2 separate regions of the Mus musculus genome follow, and region 2 is linked to region 1. A link is a contact called in public Hi-C data. All regions are on one chromosome and are shown on one strand. Each heading gives the region's core, a stretch centred on a gene start, on an enhancer-like site or on the middle of the called end of the contact. The rest is flanking DNA. Distances are from core to core; before and after follow the strand shown.

Region 1 (4,847 bases), core at 1,227-3,726:
AAAAAGATAAAAATGAAGACAAATGTTTACTCTGGTCACATTGGGGCTTTCCTTAACTGTGCTCACCTTAGGACCCAGACCTTTCTGGAGCTTAATTGTGACACAGCTTGACTCCGTGATTACCTTCTGGTCCAGAATCTACTAATGAAAATGAACTATGCCAGCAACTTCTTGCAACACACATCTCATTTATGCATTTTCTCTTCGTGTGTTGAAACTACACTGGAGCTATACAGGGCAGGGGACCTAGTGTTCTCACTGTCAGCCTAGTGATTCGTACAAGGTGAACAATGTTAGCTGGATCCCTCACTGTGGCAAAAACAAACAAAACACTCCACTACTCCTAATCTGGGTTACTGTACTACATTTTATTTTATGCAGATGAGTGTTTGCTTGTATTTATTATTTATGTGTACTATGTTAGTGCCTGGTGCCCATAAAGGCCAAAAGAAGGCATTGGATCCCCTGGAGTCAAAGAAAGCTGCTCTCACAGCTGTGTGTGTGCTGGGAACCAAACCTGGGTCCTCTGCAAGGGCAGCAAAGTGCTCTTAACTTCAGAGCCATCTCTCCAGAAGCTAGATATATATATATATATATATATATATATATATATATATATATATATATATATATATATATATTCTTCTATGAGGTCATTTTATAGATAGGTAAATGTAGTGAATTATTGTATATACCATAATGGTACTAAGAACAGATTTTGACTCTGAAAGATCTCCAAATAAGGGTTAGCAATCTCGTGGTGGAAGAGCTATGGCTTGCCTCCAATCCTTACCATGTGTCACTTTAGAATTCTGTGCCCTCCTTATTCCAATATTTCTTAAAGTGTGGAAGGCCTGCTAGATTCCTGGGTCTCCCCTCAGGTCTATCGGTTATTTGCTGCTTAAGCAATAGTTCAGGTGATTTGAGTATTGACACACTAACCACTTCATTAGACACCTCTCTTTCTTCCTGTCCTTATTCTTTTTTCCTCTCACATCTATTTCTCTCCTGGCTTCTACTTTATGATCGTTTTGTGATCACTTGCGTATTTGCTGTGCATAAGTCTGAGTAGAAAGTGCTGTGTGCTGCTGTTCTTGGGGAGACAGAAACAAATGTCTGATTACCCAGGGCAAAGCTAAGTATCACAAAGGGCCAACTTACTGAATCAATGAATTTCCTGGGGTTACTTACAGAACATGGACTACTCATTTGCAGTCATGCCACAGAAAGTCCACCCCAATATGGGTGACAACTCACCAAAGCTGAAATACTGGAGCTTTTCCCATGGTTTGCTTGCAGCTCCTTAAATGAAAGAGTCTCTCTCTTCCCCAGACTTTACTGCTTTCATAACCTTGGGGAGGGAGAAGTCTTGTGAATCTGGTGTGTTTCAGGGATTTCTGAGATTTATGAGTTGTTTACTTCCTGTCTTGTTTTTTTTTTTGAGACAGGATTTCTCTGTGTACCCCTGGCTGTCCTGAAACTCACTCTGTAGACCAGGCTGACTTCGAACTCAGAGATCTACTTGCCTCTCAGAATGCATGTGCCATCGCTGCCTGGCTGTTTACTTCCTGTCTTAATAAGCCTCCCTTTAGAACTCCTGGAACTATTAACTTTGTAGAGGTCCCACCTGGCAGTGGAAGGTGTTCGCCACAACACTGCTTATAGAAGCATAGTTAGGGCAAACTTACTGATGCTATTGAGATTCATCTCTAGTTCAAATGAGTTAGCAGGTTTTTATCTCACACACACACACACACACACACACACACACACACACACACACACACACACACACACACACGCCTGAGGGGAGAAGCAGGAATCTAGCAGGCCTTCCACACTTTAAGAAATATTGGAATAAGGAGGGCACAGAATTCTAAAGTGACACATGGTAAAGATTAGAGGCAAGTGTGTGTGTGTGTGTGTGTGTGTGTGTGTGTGTAATGTGTAGTGTGTATGTCTATATCCACCACAGTTTCTGCTGCCATGGACCACCCCTCCATCTCCCAGTGCTCCCTTTGTTAACTTTAAAGACTGAGTGCAGCTAAGCGGCTCCTCTAAGATGGCCTCTTCTGCCCACTCCTGTTTTCAAGTTAGAAACAGTCAAGCAATCCAGGATTTTAAAAAGCTTTATTTCAAGACTAGCCCAAATATGTTTACTTACATGCATGTGTGCACCTCGTAGAAAGCCGCTGGTGCTGATCATGACCACAGTGAGAAGCAACTGATGCAATTGCAATATCCATCATGAGTCAGGAAGCAAGCAGTAGACACGAGGCCTCTTCAAAGTTGGATGGAAGGGGAGAGAAGTAGCTGTGGGAGTCAGGTTAGACAGCAGGTGCTGCTCCCTTTTGATATCAGGACTGACGGACAAGAGAAAGCATCACCAAGGGCTTTGGGGATAGATTCCGGGTGCTGCTTAGCAAAGGCAGGGTGGCGACAAAAGTGTTGCTTAAACTCTCCCCGTGCGCTGTCAGGTTAGGACTGTCTCCTCCACAGGCAAGTTGAAAACAGTCATTTCCCACAAAGGTACACCCCAAATAACCCCTGCTGGCTGTGGATCCTGCTGCTTTAAAAGCTTGCCTCTGCTGAATCCATCCTTAATGGCTTATTACTGGCATACTGAACTCTGACCTTAAGTAATGCTTACAGCTTCGTGGCCCTCAGAAAGTCCTATGTATGCGCAGGCCTAAGCCTAAACTGGGAGTTTGTCAGGAAGGTACATGGTGTGATTGAGCCCAGCTGCCTGTACCCCTTTTCTGGTGGACTGAGAAATTTCAGGCAACCTTACCTGCAGGTTCCCCAAATCTGAAGGCTGGGGTGTTGTAGAGATGAAGGTTTTCAAAAGCAAATTTCTCAGGATTCCCTCTTACAGTCTGCACTGCTCATCACCACTTTCCAACACTGGGACCCTCGCAGTTATAAACATTACCTAGCAGGACCACAGTCTGCTTTCTGCGGTTCCAGGAGCTTATAATGTAGCATTCTATGTCTGCTTAGTCATTACCTAATCTGCTTAGTCACTACCTAATCTGCTTAGTCATTACCTAATCTGCACATGGACCAGAGGATGATTTCTCCATTTCCCTGAGCCCGACCTGAGGAAGGCTTTGGCATTCCCATGGGTCTGAAGCATCCAGGTCCTTGATTTAGCTGTGCTCATATTAATGACAGACATCCACTCAGAACTTCATCTGCTCCCCACCTCTGGGAGATGTGAAAATAAAGTCAGGCTAGGACTTGAACCAACTGTGTAGACTTCCCTTAATCTGTTGCAAATTGGGGGGTGGAGGGGAAGGGGAATCACAAAGAAAAAAAATTACCTATAACTATTTTCTAGAAATAGCTATTAAATATTTGGCCTATGTGTGGTTTTAAAAATATTTAAATTAAATATATCATAAATATATTTTATTCTACTGAATATGACTTTAAAAAAAAAAAGTTGTTTTGTTCCTGAGATAGAATCCTATAGCCCAGGCTGGCCTCTAACTCACTCAAGTAGCTGAGAACACACCCACCCATCTTACTCAGCTTCCAGAAAGTGATTCTTAGCTCCCCTTTGCTTTTGGTTCTTGGGATGGAAACCATGACCATGCTAGCCAAATACTCTCCCGCTAAGCTACATCATTGGCTCTGGAATTTGGTTTGTTGCTGTTGATATTGTTTGGTTTTTGCTTTTGGTTTTTGTTCGCTTGTTTGTTTCTGAGACAGGGATTCTCTGTGTAGCCCTAGCTATGTGTAGCCTTGGCTATACTGGAACTCCATCTGTAGACCAGGCTGACCTTGAAGTCAGAGATCTTCCTGCCTCTGCCCCAGGAGTTTTAAAGGCTTGTGCCATCACTAGCAGCTTTTGACCTCAGTTTTCTAAGATGACTATTTAGCAGGGGTGTGAACAAACAATTCTGAGGAGAAAAATCTGCCAGCAGAGGACTTCTCAGGAGAGAAATATAGGAATCCAAAAAGTAGCTGGCTGGAGGTCTGTGCTGGGAAGACAAAGTAGTGAGTTGGTCAGGGTTATCTCAAAAGAGAGAACATTAAATGAAAAAAAAAAAAAGCAGAATTCTACTTGCAGGTTAAGCACATGCAAGACTGGACAACATATTTTTCAGAAAGCATTCAAACAATCAAATCAGGTGTCTTCCCTACCTACTATGGAAGACTTACCTGGGGGGATCACAAGTTCAAGGCCAGCCTAAGCAGCATAGCGAAACACTGTAAAAACTACCATTAAAAAGGGAGAGGGCAGGTGGTTGCGTGGCTCAGTACCAAGCCTGACAACTTGAGTGTGATCCCTAGGACCCACTTGGGAGACGAAAACCAACTGCTTGCTACAAGTTTCCTGTAACCTCCACATGCATGCCATGTTGCATGCAAGCCTTTGCCTGTACACATATACACAAAAACAAGTAAATAGATAGATGGATGGGTAGGTAGATAGATAGATAGATAGATAGATAGATAGATAGACAGACAGACAGACAGACAGGTAGATAAAGTTTTTGTTTTTAAGTAATCAGGGAGCGGGGAGGAGGATAGTTCAGTTACTAAGGTGCTGGCTGCTAAAGTGCTTACCTTGCAAGCTCAGGTACCTGAAATTGACCCCCAGTTAAAAACAAAAAACAAAGAAAAAAGAAAACAAAGTAGGCAGAGTGGCACTGACTTATCAAACCCAGTGCCGCTGAGCTAGGCAGAGGTAGATCCCTAGGGATTGCTGGCCAGCCAGCTTAGCCTACATGGTGAGTTCTAGGCTGTGAGATGCCCTATCTCAAAAAGAAAAGAACAGGAAGGGGCTCCTTAGCTGAGGCTGACCCCTGGCCTCTCATGCATGTGCACATGGGTGAATG
Region 2 (4,723 bases), core at 1,261-3,760, 650 kb before region 1:
AAATGGCAGAAGCCAGCAGCAGGCTCTTCAGTGGGGGAGGAGGCAACCACTTTTTTGGTGCTACCTAGAGGTGTGAAACATGGGAAAGCACATACTGGAGACCATTCCAGGGGTGAGGGTGGGGAGTAGTTAAAGGTTCAATGGCCAAGGTGAGAGAAGGGCTAGCCAAGCAGAAGAGAGAAGGGAACAGAGTCAGGGCTGGCTTGAATCTTGGTTTAACTCCTTCCCATGGTTAACCTCCCTCATATCCACCTTGTTAGGACCCCAATTGTATTCCTGCTATTGTTGACCTTTGGGCCCTGCATATTGAACAAGCTTATAGCCTTCATAAAAGAGAGAATAGGAGCAGTGCAGCTGATGGTCCTGCACCAACAATATGAGACCCTGAGTACAGCACTTGAAGAATATGAGTTAGTTACACAAGACTGTGGGGCAATGGGCTATGCACAGACAGGCTGGTCTCCAGTCGAGTTGAAGTCTGAACCCCGGTGAAACCCGGTGGTGATAATTTTCATGTCTCCTGGACCCCTGGCTCCTGTCGAAGTTACTGCCCCCACAGCCCCCACAGGAGAGGCTTGAGGCTAGCCCCAAGCTTCGGACCTTCAGGCTAGACTCCTCCCAGTTACCTAGCAACAGCAAGATAACAAGCCCCACTATAAGAGGGACTGTTTGGCCCTGAAAGATCCTGACAGAATGTAAAAGGTCACAGAAGCCCTGAAATTGGCAAGATAGATTTCATTGTTAGCAGAACTAGCTTCACTGATTTAAAAAAAAAAAAAAATAGAGGTGCACAATGCTCTGGCCACTCCTTGAACCTGTGTGTCTGCCAATGTTTTGACCGTTCCTTGAACCCATGTGTGTGCCCACTGATGAAGCCCATTGCCAGGTGTTTGTGATATTGGTTGCTAAGATAGAGTCAGAAAATCTCCCCAGCAACCACAGCCAGGCCAATCCTGAGTTGCTACACCTGCACCAGACTCTTTCCTTGTACCCCTCCCATACCCATTTCTTGAGAATAGACATTGTTTAGATCTGGAAATCCCCTTCTCCCCCCTTCTCCTTTCCCCACTGAGAGCCTATAAGAACTGAGACCCCTTTCCCCTCAGGGTTGACTCCTCTACCTCTGCATGGGATATGAGTCGTCCCCAGAGCTCTGGCTTTCCCCCAATAAAGCCTCATGTGGTTTGCATCAAGCTTGGTCTCTCGTGAGTTCTTGGGTGTCCGCTATTGTCCCAAGACCTGAGCGAGGGGCTCCTCACGGAGTCTTTCAGCCCCTCCTCGCTCTCTTAAGCTTTTACTTTCCTTACTCTCCCTCTTTCTCTCTCTTACTCTCTAAGCTTTTACCTCACTCTAAGCTAAGCTTTTACCTTTCTTACTCTCTAGCCTTTCTTCTTCTTCTTCTTCTTCTTCTTCTTCTTCTTCTTCTTCTTCTTCTTCTTCTTCTTCTTCTTCTTCTTCTTCTTCTCCTCCTCCTCCTCCTCCTCCTCCTCCTCCTCCTCCTCCTCCTTCTTCTTCTTCTCTCTCTCTCTCTCTCTCTCTCTCTCTCTCTCTCTCTCTCTCCTTTTCTCTTGGCCATGGCCAGTCTCTCTCTCTTTTTATCTTTTCTCTTTCCCCCTGCCTTTCTACAATAAAGCTCTAAAACCATAGACTGTCTCTGTTCATCAAGGCCCAGATTAAGGACTCTCATCTGTGTGGAAACATCTCTCCCTCTGCCCTCTTCCCATATCTCCTATTCTGTTCTCATCTCCTCTGCAGTATCCAGCGTGGTATGCCAGAGACTGAGAACCTGGTGCTGGGGGCTGCCCCTTGTCCACAGCCAGATGCCCACCTGGAGCCATGTGGGAAACATCCAACAGTCCTCCCACATCTGCCTGCCCAGAGCACAGGAACTCTGGCTGGACATGAGCTCTCTCCCTCCCCCCTTTTCCCCTACACCCTCAGCCCCACACAAAACCCCTGAGCATAGCTCTAGGATTAGAGCTTGTACAAGAAAAGGGGGGGAATGAAGGGCCCTAAGGGCTTTTTCCAATCCCACATCCTCCTTACAGCTTCCCCCTCCTGCCTGGGGTCAAGGCTAAGCCAAGTTCTATTCTCCACCCACAGGAACATTCTTGAGCAAAAAAATTCTCAGAATGTACTGACTGACTTCTGGAAAGTCCCAGGTAGAGTTCAAATTTGTCTCATGCTTGCTAGTCAATATGCTTAGCCAATAAATTTGAACTGTAACCTTGCTGATGTGTCCCTAAAATATATTAAAACTGCTTGTAATAGCCACGGGGGTGGGGCTTGCCTTCTAGTCACTTGCCTTGAGGGACTAATTGAAGGTCGACCCAATGTGCTGGAAAATAAACTTCTTGCTTTTGCATTGATCTGTGTTTTGCTGCATCAATCTGCATTTAGTTGTCTCACTTGGGGGAGTCTCTAAGCAAGTACCACTGTGTTGGGAGCTATTAAGACAACTCTATTGTCTTGATCTCCGAATTGGGCCTCTCCCCCCCTGAGAAGAAAAGGGGATCAAAAGCGGGCCACCGACGCACCGTTCTGAGAATAACCACAGAATGTTCCAGCCCTAAGTCAGTGCCAGATGTCCTGACCACACCCTGATACCACCAAGTTCCTGCTTCCTGGTGTAGCTGCCAAAAGAAAAATTTCCACTGCCCCACTCCTCCTGCTGAGAAGTACTTTCCCTTTTGCTTGTGCATTTAAGTTTTGAGCCTTGCTGAATACAGTGACACCTTAATGCTAATCAGACTGGTTCCATGTCGTTCCTCGCACTTGGTGTCCGTCTTTCTCTCCCCCCATTTGGTTCTTAGGAGAAGGTCCCCTCGAGACCCTCAAATAACTGGACCTGCTGGATGGGTCAAGTGGCGCCTGACATGGGGCATGAGGTACAACCACCCTCCGGACAACGGATTCAAGAGGTACGCGTAGACAGTGAGACAGTTCCCCATCACTTCGCTCAAGTGTCGCAGACGCCGAGGTAAGCCTGGGCATAAAATTGTTGTCCCATTCACCATGGAGAATGTTCTGTCCAAAGAGACAGTTTTTATTCAAGAGATGAAGGGGGTCTCTTTAGGAGAGAGGGATAAGAGTTAAGAAAAAGGATTTAATAAAATTTTTTTGTTTTGTGGACGAGAGATGTCCATGGCTGGTATTGAATGGTCCTGAAATACACCCTTTAACTTGGAATAAAGTAGGCAAAGATATCAATGCTTTGATAAAACAAGGAGAAAGTGTTCTTGAGTCCTTTTTTAGCTATTGGGGAATCGTCAGAAATCTCCTTAAACAGGCAGAAGAGGGCAGAAAAGGCGCCCGTCTCTTAGCCCTTACTGAAGATTTTTTAGAAAACTCCCGACCGCCTTCTCGCAAAAGCGAAACTAAGCCACCAGCGAATCGTCAGTCTCGGTTATCAATTATCATCGATTATCGATTATCATCGATTATCGATGCCCCGGTCCCTAAGGACTCCCTACCTTCCCCTCTTTCTCCCCAAATTACATTAGATTCTAGAAAAGGGGCTATTGCTCGACCCCCTGTTAGACCAAAAAGGATTTACCCCATTTTGTATAAGGAGTTGTCAGATGAACCTCTTGATCCTGCCTCGGAGGCAGAATTGGATGAGGAAACCTTTAAATATGAACAAGACCACTATGGTCCCGGGCCTGGTGCCTATCTTACCATCGAGCCCTTCAATTTCCACTCTCCTCCTTATTTGCCCCCCTTTCCCCCTAATCCTCAGCCTAATCCTTGGCCTGTATCGCTGGCCCCTTCGTCTGTTCAGCGATTACTTCAAACTAAAAGAGAGCTTCAGACTCAGATCACCAATCTTAAGATGTTCTAGGACTTCAAAAGGAGCTACAAGACCTCAGTCTAGAGACTCAGAGTCTACAAAGAGCCCTCATGGGGAACCTTCAAGGTCCCATCTCAAAAAATCCTTAAACTGGCCGCAAAGGTCCCTCTCAGAAACAAGGGAATCAAGGGAATGAAAAATTGGCTTTTCCTGTCCTCACTGGAGCTCAAACACGTCAGGCTGCTCCAGGTCATGAGGACCCCCCCCCCCCCGGCTCCTCCGATAAAGATCAGGGGGAACCAGAGAGTGATGAGGAGGGGGATCAAGCAAACTCTGATTCCGATGAGGGTGCCATGTCCCCTGATGAAGGGTTGGACACCAACAGCCAACCAGTCTTCAAAAAGCTAAAACTGAGACATGTAAAAGATCTTAATTCAGCAGTCAAAAATTATGGGGTTAATGCCCCGTTCACAGTATCTATATTAGAAGGTTTAGCAGGAGAAGGCTACTTGATACCCAATGAATTGAATAAAGTTGTTCAGTCTGTCCTCACTAGAGCCCAATATTTAACTTGGAAGTCAGAGTTTGTGGACAGAGGAGAAAATTTGGCTGCAAATAATAGAAAGAATCCTACTAGTAAGACAGCCTCCTGGACTGCTGATAAAATCTGTGGAAAAAGGCAATTTCGCTGCAGACAAAAAACAATTAGGGCTCTCCCCTGGTGTCCTTGCCCAGACGGCACAGGTGGCCCTGGGAGCTTGGTGTGCTGTCCCTGCTGCAGGGGCGCCGACTACGCCCCTAACCAAGATTATACAAGGGCCCCAAGAGTCCTATGCGCAGTTTGTTGCCAGATTGCAGGAAGCAGCTGAGAGAATTTTGGGACCTGAGAAAAGTGAGGGTCTGTTAGTCTGACAACTTGCTCTTGAAAATGCC

The links. Hi-C and Micro-C count contacts between places; a contact is called where the count stands out from the background.
Region 2: a contact with region 1 is called in a Hi-C map of the G1E-ER4 cell line, with 3 times the contacts expected there. The contact joins two enhancer-like sites. A contact is called at or near these places in 3 of 484 Hi-C or Micro-C datasets (CD8 T cells, the G1E-ER4 cell line and pre-B cells) and 3 of 115 datasets of contacts at active chromatin or transcription factors (forebrain, memory CD8 T cells and pancreatic cancer cells).

What each region holds. Positions count from the first base shown.
Region 1 is chr11:20,536,845-20,541,691 of GRCm38.p6, reverse strand. No RefSeq gene overlaps it. Among named protein-coding and RNA genes, the nearest start is that of Gm32142, 61 kb to the right of the region's middle. Within about 2 kb of position 2,476, at least 10 of the 459 cell types and tissues checked have an H3K27ac peak or open chromatin away from gene starts, as enhancers often do. A contact at or near this core is called in the G1E-ER4 cell line, where this site is marked.
Region 2 is chr11:21,189,883-21,194,605 of GRCm38.p6, reverse strand. No RefSeq gene overlaps it. Among named protein-coding and RNA genes, the nearest start is that of Vps54, 47 kb to the left of the region's middle. Within about 2 kb of position 2,510, at least 17 of the 459 cell types and tissues checked have an H3K27ac peak or open chromatin away from gene starts, as enhancers often do. A contact at or near this core is called in the G1E-ER4 cell line, where this site is marked.